Linked DNA regions of Zea mays: region 1 is linked to region 2. The links are chromatin contacts, called in public Hi-C maps. All regions are on one chromosome and are shown on one strand. Each heading gives the region's core, a stretch centred on a gene start, on an enhancer-like site or on the middle of the called end of the contact. The rest is flanking DNA. Distances are from core to core; before and after follow the strand shown. Region 1 has its middle 42 kb from the start of LOC103651267. Region 2 has its middle 21 kb from the start of LOC103651266.

What was found. A called contact is a pair of places that touch in the nucleus more often than the background predicts.
Region 1: a contact with region 2 is called in a Hi-C map of leaf, with 2.9 times the contacts expected there. The contact joins two enhancer-like sites. A contact is called at or near these places in 2 of 25 Hi-C or Micro-C datasets (leaf and tassel).

What each region holds. Positions count from the first base shown.
Region 1 is chr3:208,559,782-208,566,507 of Zm-B73-REFERENCE-NAM-5.0, forward strand. No RefSeq gene overlaps it. Among protein-coding and RNA genes, the nearest start is that of LOC103651267, 42 kb to the right of the region's middle. Within about 2 kb of position 1,795, at least 19 of the 20 cell types and tissues checked have an H3K27ac peak or open chromatin away from gene starts, as enhancers often do. A contact at or near this core is called in leaf, where this site is marked.
Region 2 is chr3:208,389,085-208,396,026 of Zm-B73-REFERENCE-NAM-5.0, forward strand. No RefSeq gene overlaps it. Among protein-coding and RNA genes, the nearest start is that of LOC103651266, 21 kb to the right of the region's middle. Within about 2 kb of position 3,392, at least 7 of the 20 cell types and tissues checked have an H3K27ac peak or open chromatin away from gene starts, as enhancers often do. A contact at or near this core is called in leaf, where this site is marked.

The DNA.
Region 1 (6,726 bases), core at 545-3,044, 170 kb after region 2:
CGCGGTGGCGGTCTGCCGGCGTGGCACATGTCGGTACACGGATGCTTCAAGTTTACTTTCGAAAAGTCTTACGCCATATGGAAATAACGATGAACTAGTTAGAGGCGTATTACCGGTGGGTGTGGCAGTCGTACGTGCTGGTAGGACTGGGCGTTCGGGTTACCCGATTATTTCGGGTCGGGTAGTTTGGGTTTTGGTAAATTCGGGTAATAGAAACTGATACCCGATCACAGCTTTTAAAACCCGCAACCCGTAATTTCGGGTACCCGTAATTTCGGGTTTGGGTATACCCAATTTACCCGAAATATATAAAAGCACATGTGAGGGCGCGTCTGGCCAGTGGCGCGGCGGCTTGACAGCGAGGCTACGTCCGCGCGTGGCCGCCTGGCCGTTAGGTAGCGCAGCGGCTTGTCGGCGAGGGTGATGTCTGCTGTCTGCGCTTGGTTGCCTGGCCGGTGGCGCGATGGCTTGCCGGTGAGGCCGCCTGTCCGTTGTACGCCTGTCTGCTGTCTACGCGTGGCCGCCTATTCGCCTGGCCGGTGGCCGCCTGTCCGCTGTACGCCTGTACACGCTTCGGCGCTTGGCTGCCTGGCGCCTGGTGTGTGGTTGCTAGTTGCCATTGTGCCTTGCTGAGTTGCTGTTGCCGCCATGCCTTGCTGTTGCCGGAGAACAAAGACTGGAAGTGTAGCCGATGGGGATTGGGGGGCGCCGTAGCCAACGCTGGACAAGGCAGCCGCTGTGGGGCTAGAGCTCGGCCTGGTGCCTGGACGATGTTGGTTATTTCGGGTAGAATGGGTACTTCGGGTACCACGGGTTAATACCCGATTAGGCCCGAACTTAGTTCGGGTATTTAGTTTCGTTACCCGCTAGAGATGTTCGGGTAACAGGCTTCGGGCTAAACGGGTATGGGTTCGGGTATTTCGAGTATAGGGCTTCGGGCTCGAGTTTTATGCCCAGATCTACGTGCTGGCCACAGTGAACGACGGCCCAGCGACGGTGGGATGTCTCCGACAAGCAATTCTGTGCGCGCAAGACAACCCCAGGATCAGGCGAGACACAACGAGCTTCTACGGTCCCCCGACGATGACCCCTGGGCGTCAACCGAGGCTAAGTCGATGGCAAGGTGAAGATGGCTAGCTCACGGCAACTCGCACTCTCTCTCCTCTCTGGGCTTACGGCGTTTGACGTCAAACTCTCGACCGCGGCGGCCCCACACTCGGCTGGGCAAATGAGATCGTGTTTTTTGATGAACCGGGGACAAAACGTGGTGCTATATATAGCCTTGGGCGAAGGCGGGCTGACGTACGCAGTGATCGGCTTGCACGGATCGTAACAGACTCAGCCAATGATCCGGGGAAGGAGAAGATTCTAGCCCCGTGGGGTCCATCTGCCGCAACCCCCACGCACGCAGAGACCAAAGTCCGAGGGCGGAACAAACTAGGGGTGAAAACAGGTAGGGTACCCGAAACGGGTACCTGATACGAGTACTGATTTGGGACCATTTTCCGGATACGGGTACGGGTATTTTTGCATCCGGGACGGATACGGGTACTACCCGGATAAAAACTCATCGGATACGGGACGGATACGGAACAGCCAATACCCGGTAAATACCCGGAACTGGCGGGAGGATACGGGTACCTAGTTGTCGGGTACCCGGTACCTTTTCTCCACCTTGCATCTCAGCCGTGCGTCTCACTGTCTCAGGCAATCAGGCTCTCACGGTCAGCCCATATGTGTGTGGGCCGTAGCCAAAGGCTGAGGCTGCTGAGGCCCGTTGGTTTTTTTAGTGCATTCGGGTGATCGACTGATCGGGTCTTGGACTCTTGGCTTGGGCAGACGACCAGACGCTAGGGCTGGGCAAGGCGCCGCCGCAGCTCTGGCACTAGAGACCGGCCGACTGCACCGCCGCGCCACCGCCAGCGTGTGCCACTTCGACCCCGCCACCGCGCCACAACTGCTTCCGTGCAAGTCTGCAGCCAGCCAGCCAGCCAGGCGCTGTTCACCCGCGCTCGCACGATGCAGCTGCCCCATGCCAGCAGGTCCGGTCCCAACTCGTCGCCACCCGTCGTCGTCGCCGGCTCGTCGTCATCGGCTCCGGCGTCTCGGCAACAACAATCGGAGGCGCCTCGCGGTCGAACTCTCGCGCCGTGGCCCCGGTTTGCAGCCCCTCGCTCTCTTCTAAGGTATTGTTGCTTTCTAGTTTTTTATGTATTTGACTAGCACAATCTACCAGTAACTTTGTTCTTATGCTTTGTGATGGACAATAACAGCACCATGGATGTGGATAATATTTGTGATATTGACAACAATGTGTCTAATGAAGATGAGATACATGGTATTGGGGGGGGGGGGGATGTTAATGGCAATGACAGTGACCACATGGAGGAGGAGGATCATGTTCTTACACCTACTGGTAGTGAGGTGAATGTCAGAAAAAACAAATCCATAGATGGAGACAATCGTGTGGTGAAACGACTACTAGCAACCAAGTCAACTAGTACCTCTACAAGCAAGTTTATGGCATCAGCATTTAAAGCAACAAGGTCAAACAAGAGCACAGATTTAGTGCCTCAACCTCAAGTTTCGAAAGGTGTCCTTTTTACTTTGTTTGTTTCATTTTCAAGTGAATGCAAATGTATATTAACATATTCTTTTTTGTTATAGTTGCACAAGATGCAAGTGCGAGTGCAAGTGAAAATGCAAGCATAGCTGCAAGTGTCCAAATAAGCACTGAAGATGATTGTGATGAAGAATTAGATGTCAAGAAAAAGAAGCTCACTTCATGGGTTTGGGAGCATTTTACAAGGTATGATGTAGAAGTGGAGCAAAATGATGGTTCCATTGTTAAGCAAAAGTGGGCAAAATGCAAAAAAATGTCCACATAAAGCTAAGGCCGATAGTTCGAATGGCACAAAGGCTTTTAGTAACCATTTAAAGCTGAGGCATAAGATTTTGAAGGGTCAACAACACTTAACTCAGAATGGGGATACTATACAAACATATAAATATGATGAGAATTTTAGTGTGAGACTGCTCTATTATGCCATCATCATGCATGAGTATCCTTTTAGTATTGCCCAACACAAGTACTTGGTGAAATTTATCAAATCACTGCGACCATCATTTCCTTTGAAGTCTCGTGTTACTGTTCGTAAAGAGATCATGGATCTTTATATTGAGGAAAAGAATATGTTGTATGCACAATTCAAAAATCACTGCGACCATCTTTGAAGTCTTGGTTGAATGCATTAAACATCAGCAAGTGTTTGAAGAAGTTCTATGATGTCACATTACTTTTTTCTAGCACTTCATATCCTACTGCAAATCATTTCTTTCGTAAATTTTCTGAGATAAAGATGGCTATTGCAAGATGGTGTGATAGTAGTGATCCCATAATCTGCACTATGGCATACTCTATGAGAGACAAGTTTGATAAGTACTGGGAGATGAACAATATGGCTTTGGCAGTGGGAGCATTTCTTGATCCTAGGTACAAACACAGAATGGTTGAGCTATACATGTCTAAGATGTATGATAGTGAGATGGCCGAGTTGGAGAAAATGACATTCATGAATGTTATCAATGAATTATTTGCATTCTATTCATCAACCATCAATGCAAAATCAACTAATAAGGGTACTAGCTCGAAGGATTCTGTGGCAAGCAAAAATGTTGTTTTGATGGATGACGATGATGAGAATGAGGTTAATCTTGATGAGTTATATGCAGCAACAAACAATGTGAAGAAAGTGTCTGAATTGGATCTTTACATGAGTGACGGCCTAGTGAAGGCTAATGAAGGTGATGCACCATTTGATGCCTTATCATGGTGGAAGGGGCAAGTGACAAATTTTCCTATTCTTTCTAGCCTTGCTCGTGATGTACTATCAATGCAAGTGTCAACTGTTGCTTCAGAGTCGGCATTTAGCTCTGGTGGACGTGTGGTTGATTCCTTCCGTTCGAAGCTTAAACCTAAAATTATTGAAGCCTTGGTTTGTACTAAGGATTGGAAGCTTGCTTCAGACAAAGGTTTTATTTTCTTGTACATGTGTTCTTGTATTTTTTTTGTAAATGATGATGATGGCTACTACTGATATGTTTTATTGTTCTCTATTGATTTCAGATTTGGAGGGTGAAATAAAAACTATAAGTGAAGCTATGAATGCTATGGAGGTGGACGATGAGGTTGCGACTTGAGATCTTCAAGCAAGCATGGATTGCTTGCACTATCTTATGTTATTTAAAAACTATCCTTTATTGTAATAGTCTATTGTGTTGAACTGTCTTGTGCTATGTTAAACTCTTGGGTGATGTGAACTTATGAACGATTGTGTTAGACTATTGTATGGTGTGAACTTATTGCTATATTGTGTTGTTGATCTATGGTTTATGTAATGCTATATTGTATGATGTGTTGAATGATGTGAACTTATTGCTATATTATCATGTTGAACTATTGTCTTGTATGATGTGAATTTATTGTTATATTGTCATGCTAGAGTACTATATTGTATGATGTAAACTTATTGATATATTATTATGTTAGAGTACTATGTTGTATGATGTATACTTATTATTATATTACCATGTTGGACCAACTGAATTATAGCGAATGTATGCATTATCCGATAAGTACATGTTATCCGCAATGTATCCGGCTACACAATATCTGTATCCGTCCCGTATCCGCCCGAATAAATATCCGGTCCCTATATCCGTATCCGTCCTGTTTCTAACTATCCGTATCCGATCCCGAATCCGATTAAAATACATTAGGGTAGGATACGGGATGGCCTATTATCCGTCCGTATCCGCCCGTTTTCACCCCTAGAACAAACAACTAGGGTCAAGGAGAGCCCGAACAGATCCTGCGTTCCAGCCTTCCAGGCTGAGCTTATCCAGAGGTGGAAGATGATCCCGGTACAGCGGACCCACGCATAAACGACATAAGGAAATATTCCGATGACATGCTGTGGTAGTGACATCATCCCGGCCGAAGGAATAGAAAAGGATAAAAAACAAAAGGGAAGTTGGGCTTGCACCCGTGTTAGTTTTGGAGAGCAATGGGGCAAGCGACCATGGGCTCACGGTAATGGTGGAGCTTCTCCATTTATTTTATTTTCAGTTTTCTTTCTATTTTCTTCTTTCAGTTTTAAATTTCAAATCCACGCTTTGCAGTCAAGTGCAACAATAAAAAAATACTCAACATGAATGTAAAGTTTTTATTTTTATTTTTATTATATATGTATATATATATTCATTGCTTTACTCATTTATTTGTTAGTTGGATAATATAAAGTCATTAATTGAGTATGCACAAAGAAAAGGAAATCAAATAATTCCTAGAACACTAACATATAAGTATAGTTATTTATTTATCTTATTATTTTTTTATACATATTTTGGGCTTTACACTTTCATACATTGAGGCAGCATTTGACAACAGCACCCGTGCTAGCTCAGCCTGACAATACCAAACCCTTTGAGGTTTATTGTGATGCTTCAGGTACTAGATTGGGATGTGTCTTGATGCAAGACAACAAAGTCATTGCTTATGCCTCCCGAGCACTCAGACCCCATGAGCAGAACTACCCCACACATGATCTGGAGTTAGCAGCCGTAGTGCATGCTCTTAAGATATGGAGACACTACTTAATGGGAGCTCATTGTAATATCTACACTGATCATAAGAGTCTCAAATATATCTTCACCTAGGCTGATCTTAATATGAGGCAGAGAAGATGGTTAGAATTAATCAAGGACTATGATTTGGAAGTGCATTACCATCCTGGCAAAGCCAATGTTGTGGCGGATGCCTTAAGTCGAAAGGCCCAGTGTAACTGTCTGAGTATGGATGCAAAAATCACCACCCTATGTGATGAGTTATGCAAGATGAACATAGAAGTTGTTCCCTCCGGTGCTTTGAGTTATATTTCAGTGGAGCCCACCTTACATGAACAAATAGTCATGGCACAGATTGGTGACAAGGGTGTTCAAGTCATTAAGGAAATGATCGAACAAAAGGTGGACAAATACAAATGCTTCCGTCAGGACAGCAAAGGAATTCTATGGTTTGGAGATAGATTGGTTGTTCCCAAGAACCTCGAGCTTAGAAAGAAAATATTGGATGAGGCTCACCTTTCTAAATTCTCCATGCATCCCGGCAGTAACAAGATGTATCATGATCTCAGATCTTTGTACTGGTGGGCCAAAATGAAAAGGGAAATTGCTAAGTATATATCTGAGTGCGACACTTGCCAAAGAGTCAAGGCCAGTCATTTGAAGGTAGCAGGCACCTTACAGCCTCTTCCCATACCATCTTGGAAATAGGAGGATATTTGCATGAATTTTATAGTAGGATTGCCCAATACCTCCCGACACCACGATTCTATTTGGGTCATCGTGGATAGATTGACCAAGACAGCTCATTTCTTGCCAGTGCATACCACCCACAAGACCGAGAAATATGCAGAAATCTATGTTGATCAAATAGTGCGTTTGCATGGAATTCCGAAGACTATTGTATCTGACAGAGGAGCACTGTTTGTGGCACGCTTTTGGGAGTAGCTCCAAAAGTCACTTGGGACCCATGTACTAAGAAGCTCCGCATACCATCCTCACACAGATGGTCAGATAGAAAGAGTGAATCAAATTCTCGAGGAGATGTTGCGAGCCTGTGTGTTACAATATCGGAAGAATTGGGACAAGTGTCTTTCATTGGCA
Region 2 (6,942 bases), core at 2,142-4,641:
TTTTTCCAACTTTTCCTCAAGTTTCTTCGCCGCCCGTCAGTCTTCTTTGCATCCGTTGCCTGACCTCTCGCGCATCCACCGCCACCGCACCGTGTCTTCCGTGAAGGACCCATTCGAGGCGGCCATATCGAGGAGCAAGACTCGCCATCCGTTGCTTGACCTCTCGCGCATCCACCGCCACCACACCATGTCTTCCGTGAAGGACCCATTCGAGGCGGCCATATCGAGGAGCAGGACTCGCCGCCGGAGTCGCCAGTTTTGCGCCGCCGCACGAGGAGGAACCCAGAACCCTGAGCCCCGCGGACCTCGCCGAGAAATATGAACCGTGACCCGCCCCACGCTACTCGTCGGCACCGGCGTCGCACGCAGCTGCAGCCTGCAGCCGTGGCCAAGGCTTCCCAGCAGCACTGGTGAGTGGTGACCCTGGCAAGCTCGCTCAAAATGAAGTTCGTGCCCCACCGAACCATGTTTCTTCGGCTCCCTCCCTCCCCAAAAGGCCAAAACCTTTCAGCCAACTCACCTCGTTCATAGAGGTTAGACCGTTAGAGTCATTTCTATAGAATCACAGAAACAGCGGTAGACCCACCCAAGGAGAGCAGGGGACAAAGAACAGGTTTCTGGTCGGATTCCTACTTTTCTATCCTTTCGGCTCATGGATTTTCGCTTTGTTTTAATTTGGAGACTACCTGCTCTTTCCATAATATGCTGCTGAACCATATTTTGTGTTGACATTCTATTTTTTCTGCATTATTTACTGTCGCATATGCATCTGACTGTATCTAATTTTTAGTAATTTTAAATAACTGTCATTTGGTTGATGGCATTGGAGGTTATAAGTAATCATGTTGGTGTTACAGTTGGTGGTGCGAATGGGCATCAGTAGATGGGGACATGGTCCTTTCTGATTCTCTACTTTTTACGCATACTTATCCATTCCCTAATTTGCAGAAGACCATGACACTCAATCCAACTTGCTTCACTCGTGATGAAAACCAACTTGCTGCAGCCTTCTTGCTTCACTCGTGATGAAAACCAACAAGATGCAATATGCCACGAACCTAATAGAACAAACACATGTTCAGTTTGATGTTAAAACTGAGCAGTGCCTGGCAACGCTGCTTGAGATCAAATAAGGCATGTACGCTCACGTATTATGGAATCAGGGTCACCTAAAGATGCCCATGCATGATCTGAGGACAACTGTGTGCAAGGGGAGAATGGTACATTATCATCGCACGATCACTTTAATTGGTACATGTATTCTTTCTGTCACAAGTTTTCTTTTTTTTGGAAAAAAAACTTCTCTCTCATGGGTGGACCCCCAAGTTATCATGTGTGGCAGTCTTGTACTTAACACTAGATTATCTTTATGTGGCAAAATTTGCAGCTAGAGTTACTAATTAATCTTCTTAGCCTGGTAGGATAACTGCTAGACATGTGCATTAAATGCAAACGATACGAATAACTGCTCCATGTGACACCGATACGGATAACTTCTTAGCCTAATTATGTGGCAAAAATTGCAGCTAGACGTGTGCAAATGATACGGATAACTGCTCCATGTGACACCACAATCAACAGAGGACGATGAGACTGCAGTCCCATATACTTTCACCAACTACAATGATGCACGCTCGAGAATACCGGACACTGCTCCCCCACTCTGATCACAGTTCTCGAACAACTTCAGATGGGACACGCACACGTCTGGGCACAACCTCACCCTCGTGAGAAAACTCTGCCTCGCCCGAAGAACGGCTTCAGCCTCGGGAGAAGACTTCGCCTCGCCCAAGCTCAGCCTCGGCCAACTTCCCTGGCAGCAGCCACCAACTCCCCGCGAATCCCGCAGGACGCCACTCCGGCAACTGTTCTAACCACTTCCTACACGACTGCATGCCCTGGTGCAGGTCCGAGCATGGCCTCAGGAGAAACCTCCGTCTCGCCCGAGCATGGCCTCAGCCTAGATAACATCGACAAAAGGACGCCCGACGCCACTAGCCCCCCTTGCGCAGAGACAACTGACATCGGGATGGCTACAGAAACTGCAAGACTGATGTCAAGTCTACTTTACACCATACGGGACGAATTACCATGTGCTTTGCACCATACTTATCACTATTTCAACAACTGTGACTCGGACAACACATCAACAAGCTAGGCCCGGGTACGCATTTGAGCCCCTGATCCTGGCCTCGGCTCTCTGCTCGGTCAAGATATGGGATACAAGGGTCGGATGTCCTTCCCTTGATCCAAGACAACCGCAAGAACAAAGGCCATTCCGGTGGCCATGCTGCTACAGGGGCTCAGGCTTGTCTCCTCTCCCCATTACGACAAACCTTGACGCTCCTAGGATCCCTTCTTGAGGCTATAAAAGGAGGAGTCCAGGGCTTCTAGGAAAGGAGGGGAACAACACTTCACAGGTTTCGCCCTCCACAAACGATATTGACACTTGCCTCAATCATCTTCAGAGACTTGGGATCCACTCCCTCAATCGACTAGCTTGTATCCCCTACTACGAGCACTTAGGTGTAAGATAATATAAGTTTCATCCCCCTCTGCTGGAAGTAGGCTGAGTCTTCTATCGCTCGAACTAGGATAAACCTTCTGTGTCTTCTTGTATCACTTATCTGGACCGGGACACGCATCACTAATTCATTAGTTAGTTAGGACCCTCAGGTCAAAACACCGACAGAGGTAGTCCATCCTTACTTTTTTGTTTGGTAAATGAGTTGATCCATCAACACCTCATTCTTTATAGTTAGTTAGTACTAATATAAGAATGAGGTTATCCCACCAAATTTGAGAAATAGATCCATAATACACCACCTTATTTGGGATGGAGTGATTTCTTAAACTAAACACAAAAGACAGTCTTAAGATGTGTGGCCTACTGGCCCTGTGAAAGGTCAAACTTCTAGCCTTGATTACTGTATTCGTGCGGCTGTCGCTTGTTGGCGTCCACTACGTTTCTAAATTGTCTTTCTGTCTCTGCGTCTGCAAAAAAAATGGCAGGTACTTGTGGAATTGGGCGGCAAATATGTAGCACTGCCGACTGAACCTTTTAATGCTCATGTTCTTTTGCTGCTTCTGGTTACTGAACAGTTTAGCGTCCGACTCGTGACGTCGCATCGAAGTGACTTATGTTGCGTACTTGCGTTCCTAACTTTGTCCCAACCAGCAGTTCTAGAATCGCGGCTTGACCTTCCCGGATCCTGCTGTGCCGGTGGCAAGAAGGTTCAGAAACTGGAATTTTCGCCGTGACAGTTTATTCTCGTCGTCATCCCTCTGTACTTTATGCTTAGCATTCCGGCACGCCTCTGCATGACTGCATGGCCCCATGGCACGAGCAACGCAGCCCACAACTCAGTCGACGAGGCATCGTTGACGAAAGCCATCTGTAGCGCGCAGATGCAGTGCTAGTATTGAGCTTAATTAACAAGGACAACGCTGAGCCTGAGCGTCTCATACATATGCGCACGAGCACGTCACGTATTTATATGTAGGCGAAGGCAACCCTTATTTCCAAGACCAAACCCAGGTCTGTTTTCCGCGCAGGTTCCGAACGAGAGCGTGCCATGTATGCTTGTCAGGTATATTTACCGTTCAGAAAGGGATCGCGATGCATATGCCGATATGCGCAGTGTAGTGGCTGGCGTAGCTAAAAAAAATTCATGAGGTATGTCATAATATTTTTTAATAAATAATCTAGTATAATTCGTAATATTTAAGTATACAATTTTAGATATAAGAATGCCATATAAAACTATAGATATAACCTTTAGAATGCAAATATAAATATATCATATTATTTTTTTTTGGTCTCGGTGGACCGACTTAGGGTATATCGTGGCCCATCCGAACCACCCACTATCTACTCTACTGCTGCTGCGAACTCCTGCCTGCCTGCGGGCTACCTCGCTAATCCCTAACAAGAGCAGCAAAACCATGCTTCAACACTCGGGGGATTAAATCCCCTTCTATTCAAAATTGAATAAAAGGGGATTTAATCTCCCTCCATCCGCTGCCAACCGAATGAGCCCTTAGGATTCTTGGTTTTTCCATCAACATAGACTTTAAGTCCTAAGTAAATTGGAGTGGGCTAGAGTTGAAAACCAACAAGAGAAAGAGACAGAAAGGATATGGGAGAAAGCTTTTGAGAGAACTAAAAGGGAAAAGTCTTAATCACGGTTCGGGCATGTGGATAGCTTCTTTCCAAGCACTTCTATCTAAACCCAACTCCTTTGGGATATTTCATTCCTTCAAGTCCCTTTTGATTGCCTCCTCACATGTCAAGTTTGATCGCACTCTACCTCTCTTCACATTATTGTATCGTCTCATGATACCTCTGTGCACTGGTGCCTCTGGGGTCTTGGATGGATATGTCCAAACCATCTCAACAGGTGTTAAATAAGCTTTTGTTCAATTTGCGCTACTCCTAGCCGATCACGTATGTCATTGTTTCTCACTCAGTCCAATCTTGTGTGCCCACATATCCAGCACAACATACACATCCCTGCGACACTTAGTTATTGGATATGGTTGTCTCTTAGTAGGCCAACACTCAGCCCTATATAACATAGCAAGCCTAACCGTCGTCTTGTAGAACTTACCTTTCAGCTTCTGTGGCACTCTCTTGTCACATAGGACTCCCGATGCTTGACGCTATTTCATCCACCCCGCTTTGATCCTATGGCTAACATCTTCATCAATATCACCATCTCTATATAGCATCAATTCCAAATAACAGAAGGTGTCCTTTTTGGGTACTACCTGGCCTCCCAAGCTTACATCTCCATCCTCACTAATTGTAGTACCAAAGTCACATCTCATATATATACTCAGTTTTGGTCCTGCTACTTCTAAAATCTTTTGACTCTACGGTTTGACGCCATAACTCTAGCTTTCTATTTACTCCTTCCTGCTTTCATCTACTAGAACTACATCGTCAGCGAAAATCAAACAACAAGGGATATCTCCTTGTATATCCCTCGTGACCTCATCTATCACTAAGGCAAATATATAAGGGATCAAATATAAACCTTGATGTAGTCCTATGTTAATTGGGAAAACATTTTTATCACCATCAGTTGTTCGGACGCTAGTCACAACCTTGTCATACATGTCGTTGACGAGCGTAACATACTTTGTTAGAATTTTATGCTTGTTCAATGCCCAGCACATGGGATTCCTAGGTATTTTATCATAGACATAGACCTTTTCCATGTTGACAAAAACCATGTGCAAGTCCTTATGCTCCTTATACTACTCCATGACTTGTCTTATTAAGAAAATTGCTTCCATGGTTGACCTTATGGCCTTATGGGCATGAATCCAAATTGGTTCACGGTGATATGTGTCATTCCTCTCATCGGGCATCTTGTGCTTAATAGTGTGGCTCATGAGCTTAATAGTTGGTATGTAGTGTGAATCATGAGCTTAATCCCTAGATAGTTGGTACAACTTCGAATATCTCCCTTGTTCTTGAAAATTGGTACTAATGTACTCCTCCACTCATCGGGCATCTTGTTTGATCGAAAAATATGGTTGAACAACTTGGTTAGCCAAACTATAACAATATCCCCAAGGCATTTCCACACCTCTATTGGGATACCATCTGGACCCATCGCCTTGACCCTTTCATCATTTTAAAGCTTCTTTGATATCTGACTCTTGGATTCTATGTACAAAGCATCTATTTAAATCATCAAAGGAGTCATCAAACTAGGTGTCCATAGTCTCATTCTCACCATTGAAAAGATTGTCAAAATACATCTGCCACCTTTGTTTGATGTCTTGTCCTTTCACCAAGAGTTGATCCATCTCGTCCTTAGTGCATATAATTTGGTTAAGGTCTCTCATCTTCCTTTCCTGAATCCTAGTCATCTTATAGACATCCTTCTCCCCTTCCTTTGTACTTAGTCTTCGGTAAAGATCATCATAGGCTCAACTCTTTGCCTCACTCACAACTCGCTTTGCAGTCTTCTTTGCCACTTTATACCTCTCTATGTTCACCGCACTCCTGTCATGGAACAAGCTCCTATAACATTCTTTCTTCTCCTTTATTGCCTTTTGCACGTCCTCAGTTCAGCACCAAGTATCTTTAGGTTCACCTCTGCTCCTTTTGGTCACTTCAAACACCTCTAACGCCACCTTCCTAATACAAGTTTCCATATTCACCCACATGTTGTTTGCATCTTCTTCTTCGGACCAAACACCCTCCACAATAACTCTTCCCTTAAAAACTGTGGATGTCTCCCCTTTGAGTTTCCACCACTTCGTCCTCACAAATTTGGCTTGTTTATCCTATGGGTACGAATTAAAAAACGGAAGTCAGCCACCAGAAGTTTATTTTTGGGGCACAACACTCTCTCCAGGTATCACCTTACAATCCAAACATGCTTGTTTATCTTCTCTTCTTGTGAGAATGAAGTCGATCTGGCTCAAACAATGACCACTGCTAAAAGTCACTAAATGAGACTATCTCTCTTTCTAAAGAAAGTGGTGGCCATCACTAGGTTGTAGACTACAGTAAAGTCCAAAATATCCTCTCCTTCTTGATTTCTACTACCATACCCAAAACCTCCAAGAGCTAGCTCATAACCTGCATTTGTTGAACCTACATTACCATTGAGATCTCCTCCTATGAAAAGCATCTCATTGGATGGTACTACTCTAACCATGCCATCTAAGTCTTTCTAGAACTTCCTCTTCTCGCTCTCACTAAGACCAACCTGAAGGGCATATGCACTTATAATGTTCAAGACTACATCCCCTAAAACTAGTTTGACTAGGATAATCCTATCTCCCTGCCTTTTGACATCCACCGCGCCATCCTTGAGGTTCTTATCAATTAGGATACCTACTCCATTTTTGTTTACCACTGTTCCCGAGTACCAACCAATGTTCTCCACCTCCTTCGCTTTTTGCCCCTTCCATTTTGCC